Regions from separate parts of the Triticum aestivum genome. Here all the other regions are linked to region 1. The links are chromatin contacts, called in public Hi-C maps. All regions are on one chromosome and are shown on one strand. The core of a region is the stretch at or near the end of the contact, and the rest is flanking DNA. Distances in the headings are between cores, read along the strand shown. Region 1 holds the start of LOC123137596 (WD repeat-containing protein 44). Region 2 holds the start of LOC123137597 (RNA polymerase II C-terminal domain phosphatase-like 1). Region 3 has its middle 63 kb from the start of LOC123137595.

What was found. Hi-C and Micro-C count contacts between places; a contact is called where the count stands out from the background.
Region 2: a Hi-C map of leaf shows a contact between it and region 1, with 4 times the contacts expected there. The contact joins the promoter of LOC123137597 here to the promoter of LOC123137596 in region 1. A contact is called at or near these places in 3 of 5 Hi-C or Micro-C datasets (all in leaf).
Region 3: a Hi-C map of leaf shows a contact between it and region 1, with 6 times the contacts expected there. The contact joins the enhancer-like site here to the promoter of LOC123137596 in region 1. A contact is called at or near these places in 2 of 5 Hi-C or Micro-C datasets (both in leaf).

What each region holds. Positions count from the first base shown.
Region 1 is chr6B:483,421,131-483,424,021 of IWGSC CS RefSeq v2.1, forward strand. LOC123137596 (WD repeat-containing protein 44) reads left to right here and starts at 1,562. Exons shown (of 7, transcript XM_044557414.1): 1 at 1,562-2,891. The coding sequence starts at 1,966.
Region 2 is chr6B:483,804,158-483,807,480 of IWGSC CS RefSeq v2.1, forward strand. It overlaps LOC123137597 (RNA polymerase II C-terminal domain phosphatase-like 1), which reads left to right and starts at 1,508. Exons shown (of 17, transcript XM_044557415.1): 1 at 1,508-2,250; 2 at 3,241-3,323. The coding sequence starts at 1,975.
Region 3 is chr6B:482,966,594-482,969,562 of IWGSC CS RefSeq v2.1, forward strand. No RefSeq gene overlaps it. Among protein-coding and RNA genes, the nearest start is that of LOC123137595, 63 kb to the left of the region's middle. Within about 2 kb of position 1,303, at least 2 of the 8 cell types and tissues checked have an H3K27ac peak or open chromatin away from gene starts, as enhancers often do. A contact at or near this core is called in leaf, where this site is marked.

The DNA.
Region 1 (2,891 bases), core at 312-2,811:
TTTTTTGTTGGAACCATGCATTTTTTGTGTTTTGTTGGACTATGTATTGTTTTTCGAAATCATGCTATTGTTTTGCTGCAACCGGCACAAACACTGTCCAAATCACGGTCGACACGAGATTGCACTGCAACCGTCGTCGGGGCTGCGGGAGGCTGTAGTCCTGCTTACGGTGACAATGACACGCGACGACGATGGCACGCGATGACTAGAGACCGGCATGCCACAACCGGCACCCGGACGCACTGGAATTGACATGAGGACGAGCACGAGGCCGCGCGGGTTGCCATCGAGCACATGGTTGAGGAAAAGCGCGGGGCGAGTGCGACAACACAGGTTGCCGCCGAGCACTGGTGGCGTGATTCCTACGAGTGTTGTGTTCAGATCGAAGAGAAGGCTCTGTTTGGATCCATGGCTTAGAGTTAGTTTGAGCTAGTTTGGGCTCAAACAGCCGTAAAATATTTAAGCATGAGTGCTAGTTTGAGCTAGTTGCATCTAACCCATCAAAAGAAACTATCCCATCCAAGGGGTGCTAATTGGAGCTAGTTCTCCTGGGCCCATTAAAAAAGTCTGTCTATCCCTGCACCAGATCCCTCCCTCCCGCACCCTGTCGTGCAACTCCACTCCCGCACCCCCCTCATGCGTCTCCTCTCCCGTTCCCCATCGCGCCGTCGACACCCCAGGCGCGCCCTCCTCCTGCCGCCGCTCGCCCTCCAGCCTCCGAAGTTCGCCCCGCTCACCCGCTCCCCCATCGCCCGTCGTCGTCGTCGTCTCTCTCTCTCTCTCTCTCTCTCTCTCTCTCTCTCTCTCTCTCGTGTGCGGCAGCGGCGCATCTAGCAGGGAGGTCGTGAGAGGTTAGTTCGTTCGTTCCTCCTCCTACTCGTGCGCGTGGCGGGGATCTGAACCGGCGGCGCGATTGGATCCGTCGGAGGCCGGCAACTGGGGCTTGAGGTGGCGTGCGTGGCCGATGATTGAGGACTGGGGGGCGGCTGTGTGTATGTGGCGATTGTGAGTGGGAGGAGGCCACACAAGAGCCGATCACACCAAATCCGACAGGAAAGAGGGTTTAAAGGAGCCAAATGATTGACAAAGTGCATTTATTATCAATCTAACCCTGTCATCCAAACACCTCTTTGGCTAGAATAGCTCGGAATTAATTATGAATTAGAAACTAACTCTAACCTCTAGCTAAATTAGAGTATCCAAAATGGGCCGAAGAGAGATAATCCAACGTCGCACCGCGATCGGCCGAAATTTGGACCGGTCGACCGGCGGGTAGCATCCGCGCAAAAAGAAAGGGCAAAACAATTGTACTGCTGCTACGGAGAGCCGTGAATGCAATCATCTCGTCGCCTTGTCCACAAAGCGGCGTCATAAAAACACCAGCGACACGGCTGCGATCGGAAACGGCGCGGGCGGTTGTTACCCCTGTCGGACCGGACGGAACAAAATTTACTCCCTCGCTGCCAGGCTGGCCCCCACGGCACCCGAATTTAACTCGCCCGTCCCGAGCGGAGAACGCTTCGCCTCTGCCTCCGCCAGTTACCATCAGGCAGGCAGTACACACACTACACACACTACACAGTAGAAACCGGCAGGCAGTAACGAGTGACGACACCGCACCACCATCACCACCATGAGCGGCGCAGGCGAGGGAGAGGAGAGGACATTTTACCGCGATGACAGCAGCGACGGCGACGCGAGCGCCAACCACCCTTAAGTAAGACGGCGGGGGAAAGGAAAGGGAGGAGGGAGGCAACAGCGGGTCGCGATTAAGCTGTCGCGCGCGGCAGGGAGTGGCCAACTGCTGGATCTGACGCCACTTTGCTGCTACGACTTCACCATCTCTCCCCCCCTCGCTTCGCCCACGCCGCCCCCCCTCCCCTCCCCCTGTCGCGCAATTCCTCGAGCACCGCGGGCGCGCGCGCGGCCCCGATCTCCGCGGCGGCGGCCAATGCCGGCGGCGCGATGAGCGTGGAAGACGAGGTGCTGGGGGAGGAGGGGGAAGAGGACACGGAGGAGCTCTTCTACGAGTCGCTCGACCGCATCCTCTCCTCCTCGGCCTCCTCCACCTCCGCCTCGGACGACGACGGCGTCGACCTCCCGCGCCGCAGCCGCCGCTACGATGCCGCGGCGCTCGACCTCTGGACCTCCCAGCCGGCGCCCATCCAGGAGCGCCGCCACCGGCTGCTCCAGCTGATGGGGCTCGCGGGGGACCCCTCCCTCGCGCGATTCGAGATGGGCCGATCCGCCTCCTACGACGATGTGGGACCGCGGCCGGCTTCTCCCGTCTCGCGGTCCAGATCGGATGGGGCCTCCACCGCGAAGCCTCCGGTTGGAGGCGGCCGTTTGCGCCCCACCTCGTCCGACGCATCAGATGCCAGTGCCACGCTGGAGGCGGTCGAGGAGGACCCAAGCTGCTTGATCAGGAACCTCGACGACGGTAGCGAGTTCGTGGTGAGGGAGGAGTTCGGGCTCCGCGAGGTTGGTACCGGCCGCCAGCTTACCGTGGAGGAGTTCGAGCTATTCATCGGCCGCTCCCCCATCGTCCAGGAGCTCATGCGCCGCCAAAGCGTCACCAACTCCAACCCAAACTCCAATTCCCAAAGTGGCGCCTCCACCCCCATGGAGAGGTCCAGCTCCGGCTCCAGCAATGGCGGGGCGCGTTCTAGGCGGCGCAGCAGCTGGCTTCACACCATCCGCAGTGCGGCTGGCTCCATGGTCACCTATTCACGTGACCGCCGCGGCGACGACAAGGACACGTCCTCAGAGAAGGGTGGCCGCCACTCCAGCTCGGCTACGGAAGACAGCCAGGATGGCGTTGCACGCCATGGTCCAGACCGTGTCAAGGTGCGGCACAACGGCAAGTCATACAAGGAGCTCACTGGCCTGTT
Region 2 (3,323 bases), core at 258-2,757, 380 kb after region 1:
ACTGTCTTCACTCTTAATCGCCGAGGGGAAACAAACTGTCTCATGCCATCTAATAATCTCTGAAAACTCAATGTACACGGTTAGTTCGCAAAACACATTATCATCAATCATCAAAACTACTAAGGGTAAATTATGCCCTAATAACACCCAGTCGGCGACGGCCACCGACCGAGCCACGCAAGCCGCACAACGAGCATGCGTGGACCGATTTTGACCATGCCTGTGGGTCCCGTGGCCCACATGTCAAGGAGAGAGAGAAGGGGTTGTGTGAGAGAGTTTTTTTGGTTTGGGGCCCTCCTGTAAGAGAGAGGGGAGGTGAGAGATTTTTTTCAGGTGGTAGGTCTCATGTGTGTGTAAATGACATATCCAAATAGGGGAAATACTGTCAAGAAAACTTCCCGTAGACGGTCAAAGGCCTTTGGCCAGATGAAAACGGCACATAGGGGTATTTTCATAAGGGCATAGACGGAAGAGGGGTATAGTTGAGCACTATTTTTATTTAGGGGTAAAGATGAGGCCAGGTGGAAATTGGGGGGGGGGGAGAATGTAAATGTCTCTAGTTTTTTTGGTTGTACTATCATTATTGAAGATGTATATAACCGAAAGTTTTTTTTAAGCATCAACCAGAGAAATTAGTCTTTTTATTAGCGTTCCGAATACGACTGCTACTTCTATTTTTAAGTCTTTTTATTTATTGATTAGCCGGTCTATGCAAAAGGAGTCGTGCATGGCCCTGAAAGAGAAAATGTTGCCACCCACCCACCCACTCACCCACCATAATGAAACCTCAGCAGCCACCGTCCGACGCACATGCCAGGAGAGAGAGTTTTTTTGGTTTGGGGTGCACCTATAAGAGAGAGGGGAGGTGAGAGAGAGTTTTTTTTTCCTTTTTCAGGTGGTAGGTCTCATGTGTGTGTAAATGACATATTCAAATATGGGCAAAATTGTATAGAAAATGCCCCGTAGACGGCCAAAGGCCTTTGACCAGATGAAAACGGCGCAAAGGGGTATTTCCATAAGGGCACTAGCCGGAAGAGGGATATAGTTGAGCACTCTTTTTATTTAGGGGTAAAGATGAGACCGGACAGAAATTAGGGGGACAACGTAAATGTTCCTAGTTTATTATTTTCTTTTTGCGAGGGTTTTCGTTGTAATACCATGATTGAAGATGAATATAATAAGAAGTTTCTTTTGTTTAACATCAACCAGAAAAATTAGTTTTTTTATTAGCGTTCGGAATCCGACTGCTACTTCTATTTTTTAAAGTCTTTTTATTTATTGATTAGCCGGTCCATGCAAAAGGAGTCGTGCACGGTCTTGGAAGAGAAAATGTTGCCAACCACCCACCCACTCACCCACGAGCATAATAAAAGCTCGGCAGCCACTGTCCGACGCACGAGACGTGACAGCCTCGTGCTCTCGTCCAGAAATCAAGAAGGAAAAGAAAATCCCTGCTAATTACGTGGCGATAGTGCCAACATATCCGCGCTCCCACCCTCTCGTCCTCTCCTCTGCCCACCACCACCAGGCCTTGCCGCAACCTACCAAATAAATCCCTCTCCTCTTACTCGTCCCGATCAGACGCCTAGGGTTTCAAGCTTCTCCCCGCCTCCCTCCCCTCCCCCTTCTCACGCGGCCGCCATTGACGCGGCAGCGCACGAACTCCCCCAGATCTGACCAATCCACCCCCAAATCTGGGCTAGAAACGGTGAATAGTTCGGGCACGATCTGAAGCACCATCGTTACTAAGACCACACGCGCACGCATCTATCCTCCCCCTCTGCCCGTCTCAATTTTACTTTTTTTTTGTTTCGGACGCTTCATAAGAACAGATCTGCAAGCGGATTGCAGATCTACCTGTGTGAGAACCAGGCCCTTTGATTTTGGACGCGTCGAACGAAACTTTTGACCTAGAGGAAGGATTCGTTCCTTCGAGATCTGTTTGTCTGTTTTGTTGGTTTCGTTGGAGAGAGAATGATCAAGTCCATGGTTTATTACGGGAACACCTCCATCGGGGAGGTGGAGGTGTGGCCCAAGGGCGACACGAACCTGGGCGCGGCGGCGTGGGCGCGAGAGATCCGCGTGGACCGCCTTTCCCCGCCCAGCGAGCGCTGCCTGCCGCTCGCCGTCATGCACACCGTGGCGGTCGGGGCTCGCTGCCTCGTCATGGAGTCCAGGCCGCCCAAGGCCGCCGACGAGCCACCACCGCCACTCGTCGCCATGCACGCTGCTTGCCTCAGGGACAATAAGGTATCTAAATCATCCCCGGCATAAAAAAAACAAACAAAGATCAACGACAACAGATTGAGGAATCTCTGTAATCTTACATGGGAAGTTTCAAGGAAACTCTCTAATTTTACACGGAAAGTTTCAAGGAAACTCTCTAATTTTACATGAAACTTTTAATATTATTACATGGACATTTTGGAAAATCTTTTTTAATCTTACATGGACAAGTTCACCAGGACAAAACCTTAACATTTACTGCATGGATATGTATGTATGTGGACTCTGAATAAGTCAGCCGACAAAATGCCCTGATATTTTTTCCATTGCTGATGCTGACTCGAAGGAATCATTTTATAGACGGTGTTTTCTGGACTTGGACTTGCTTTTAATTCGTTCCTATCTTACATAAATAGAATCTCAACTTGCCAGTTTGATTACTGATGAGTTGGAACATTAAGTCCGATGGCTTGTGAAACACTGTTAATTTGTCTGATACTCAGGGACTTTAATTACTTGGACGTCACATCAGTTGATCACTCTAATTGAATTTGAACCTTGATTTGTTGTTTTTGGAAAGAATTTCAAGGACGTGTGAACTTACATAGACATCCATTGTAACAAGATTCTGCTGGATTCTCACTGCAAAAAACTTGACGAGAAAATTTGATTTTCAGTTTGGCAATGCATTTAATTTTGTATTTAGTAATCCACTTCTGTTAGCTTTAAAGTTGAGAGGTGCTGTTGCTTGGCTATGAATATTTCCATCCTCAACTTACTGCCTTAAGAGACAAGTGTAATTTACGTCATACTCCGATTCCATAATTCGGAATCAAATTCTTGCACTCCTGTTTGCCTAGGAACTTAAATACTTAGTTTGTTCTGTTGAAAAACATCTATCTTCATTTTTTACATTCCATTTACCTTTATTTTCTGTTTTTACTCAGAAAAAAACATTTATATGTATATACTTCTATTATTGATATTGCTCCTTTTATTTGTTTGTGCTTGCAGACTGCAGTTGTTCCGTTAGGAGAGGAAGAATTGCATTTAGTGGCAATGACATCAGGGAGAAACTTGACAAACCATGCATGTTT
Region 3 (2,969 bases), core at 53-2,552, 450 kb before region 1:
TAAATTCTAAAGGCCCACTTAGCCCATTTGTGCAAGGCAAGGGATACTACTAATGTTTAGTCCCACATTGCTAGTTGAGTGGGCGTTGGACCTCCTTATAAAGGAGGCTCTTTCCCCACTTGTATGAGCATTAGAACAAGGGGGACATCCACACGCGCTCCTCCTCCGCCGCCCGCCGCGCCGCGCCGCAGGTTGCGGGAATGAGCCGAGCCGATGTCTAACATTTTTTCGTCTCCCGCGTTCCCTTCAGCTCCCGGCGCAGCCTCTCGCCTCCTTCTCTTGCGCCTATAAAAGGGAGGTCGCTCCTCTCAGAGAGACGCACCAGAATCTCTTCCTCCTCTCGCCACAAGTTCCTGAGCACTGCGCTGCTGTTACGTTCTTCCTCATCCCAGCTTGCGGCGTGCACCGCTGGTCGGGACAGTAGGCCTCCGGAACCGCACCTTTTGAGTCCTGTACGGGAGAAGAGTGATAAGGTTTTTGGGGAGCGCTCTGCGCGACTACTGACTTCTTCGTCACGGACGCCCCGGACTCCGACGACTACTTCCCCGACGTCGACAACCTCCTCGACGACATGGAGGACACCGACTCCAAGTCCAGTGTCTCTGCTCCTACTGCTATCACGTACGTGTATCTCCCCTTTCTATTAGAGGTTCTGCTACAGTTCCTGATTGTAGTATTTGCCCTAGATATGTTAGACTCTATTTCATATGTGTAACCTGCTATACTGTCTGCTCTAGATATGTTTAGTTACGGTTTATATATGAACATGTTGTTTACCTTCTCTTTGTCAAATCGCATGGCTTATTTTATCACTGCTATACTAGCCATGTTTTATCAGCTATTTCTGTTAATAAAATCATTCGGTAAATTGCTCATATTTCCAACAATTTTTTACTCCACTAACCGGTATAAGGGATCGGCTATGTGCGACTTGGGGAAAAAAATCACTTATACTTCCTTGCAGCTGGATAAGGAATCGGTTAGAAATGGCCTGACTCTGCAGAGACAGGGATTAACGGGTGTCCTTCAGGGACAATCGCTCACCAACAAGCCACTAGTAAACGAAGTGGCTAGCAAGCAAGCCCTTTGAGAGAGCTCCACCTGCCCCGCCAATGCAGGAGATAGACCAAGAAAGTGGCCAGTCGTCCTCGAGTCGTAGTTAAACTCTGCAGGGCTACGCAAGGCGCAATCATGCAGGTTGCCGTACCCGCGATAAGGTCCGCGCATAGATACAAGGCAATGATTGCGCATAATTCTACCGCCTCGCGTTGTTTAATCACTACTCCTGGCTCGCTTAACCCTGGATCAAGGCACGTAACGACCTTATCAAGCCGCCTCCCCGCGCGTCGTTAGGATTAGGTTTGGGCTGAGGTCACCGACGACGAGGAGGATCCTTTCAGCTCTCACGAACCCGTTTGGCGTCCGAGGGGCGCATCAGCGAGTGTCGCTGTAGCCGACCGAACGGATCAGCATGGGCGCGCTTTGTTTAATCGGGAAGTGCTCTGGGGATTAGCCAAGTAATCGCCCCGCATTAGCGTGCCTCGCAGTAGTATATTGTTGGTACGATGAAAGTCAATCCTAGTGCGGGGGGTGGCGGACATGGCGTCACTGCTCTTGTACATATCGTTTGACCTCTTCTTCTCTTCCTGGCACGCAACAGCTCAGCAGAAAGAATATCTGCAGAATAACTGGATCTACACCCTGATGCTCGTCCTCATCTTGTACGCATGTTATTTGGCCATTTGGACCATGGCATGCATTCGCTAACAGCTGAACAAAAGAAAAGAAAAAAGATCGATAAGCAAATCTCCATTGGGTTGACATCACTTGACTGTAAGAATACATTCCGAGCGTACAGAGCCAGTGGCATTGCATTTTATTTTAGCACTGAAATACCTTGCCGAACCCCCAGTATAATAGACACCTCTCGGAGATTTAACACTGCCGCAAGGAGTAATGTTCGTTGTTCCACAAAAATAAAACATCCTGTATATGTGTTGTCTAGCTAAAGGCATGGTGGGTTGACTCGCTCGAAAATATCTACCAACATATCTTCAGAAATGGAAAAAAACGTCGGCACGCTTTACAATTGTTCGTACCACACTATTAGCTAACAGCAGCAACATATACTTAGTCGAGAGATGCAACAAAAGTGATCTTCACATGATGCAACAAAAGAGAACTAGGCTGTAGCCTAGTGGCAAGGGAGCGCAGTGGCGTCTCCAGCAACCAGGGTTTGAGCCATGTCGGGGACGAATTTCTGGTTTCTCACAAGGGATGCTTTCTCCTATATCAATAAACCATGGGTGCTAGTGCCCATGAGTTTCATCTTTTAGAGAACTAGGCTGTAGCCTAGTGGCAAGGGAGCGCAGTGGCGTCTCCAGCAACCAGGGTTCGAGCCACGTCGGGGACGAATTTCTGGTTTCTCACAAGGGATGCTTCTTCTATATCAATAAACCGTGGGTGCTGGTGCCCATGAGTTTCATTTTTGAGAACTAGGCTGTAGCCTAGTGGCAAGGGAGCGCAGTGGCGTCTCCAGCAACCAGGGTTCGAGCCACGTCGGGGACAAATTTCTGGTTTCTCACAAGGGATGCTTTCTCCTATATCAATAAACCATGGGTGCTAGAGCCCATGAGTTTCATTTTTTTTTTCTCTAATGCAGCTACTATTTGTCAGCAGCAATCCCTCATCTAACATTTTTCTTTGTCTGAAAAGCAGCTCATCTAACTTAACTACACGTTTCATCCAATAGATCAGCCGACTAGGCCTTATCCTCAGAAGTAGCCGACTAGTAGTACTATTGTTTGTTACTACATCTACTGTTATCCACCGAAGCCCGAAAGAACCAGATTAGAGCACTCAACACAGAAATTGCCTGCTGATGCTGTCAGCTTAAAAGATCAGAAGCCAGCCGACTTCATAAATAAATTGCCGTATGCATTGCAGAAGGATTGTGAAGAGTTTCGTTT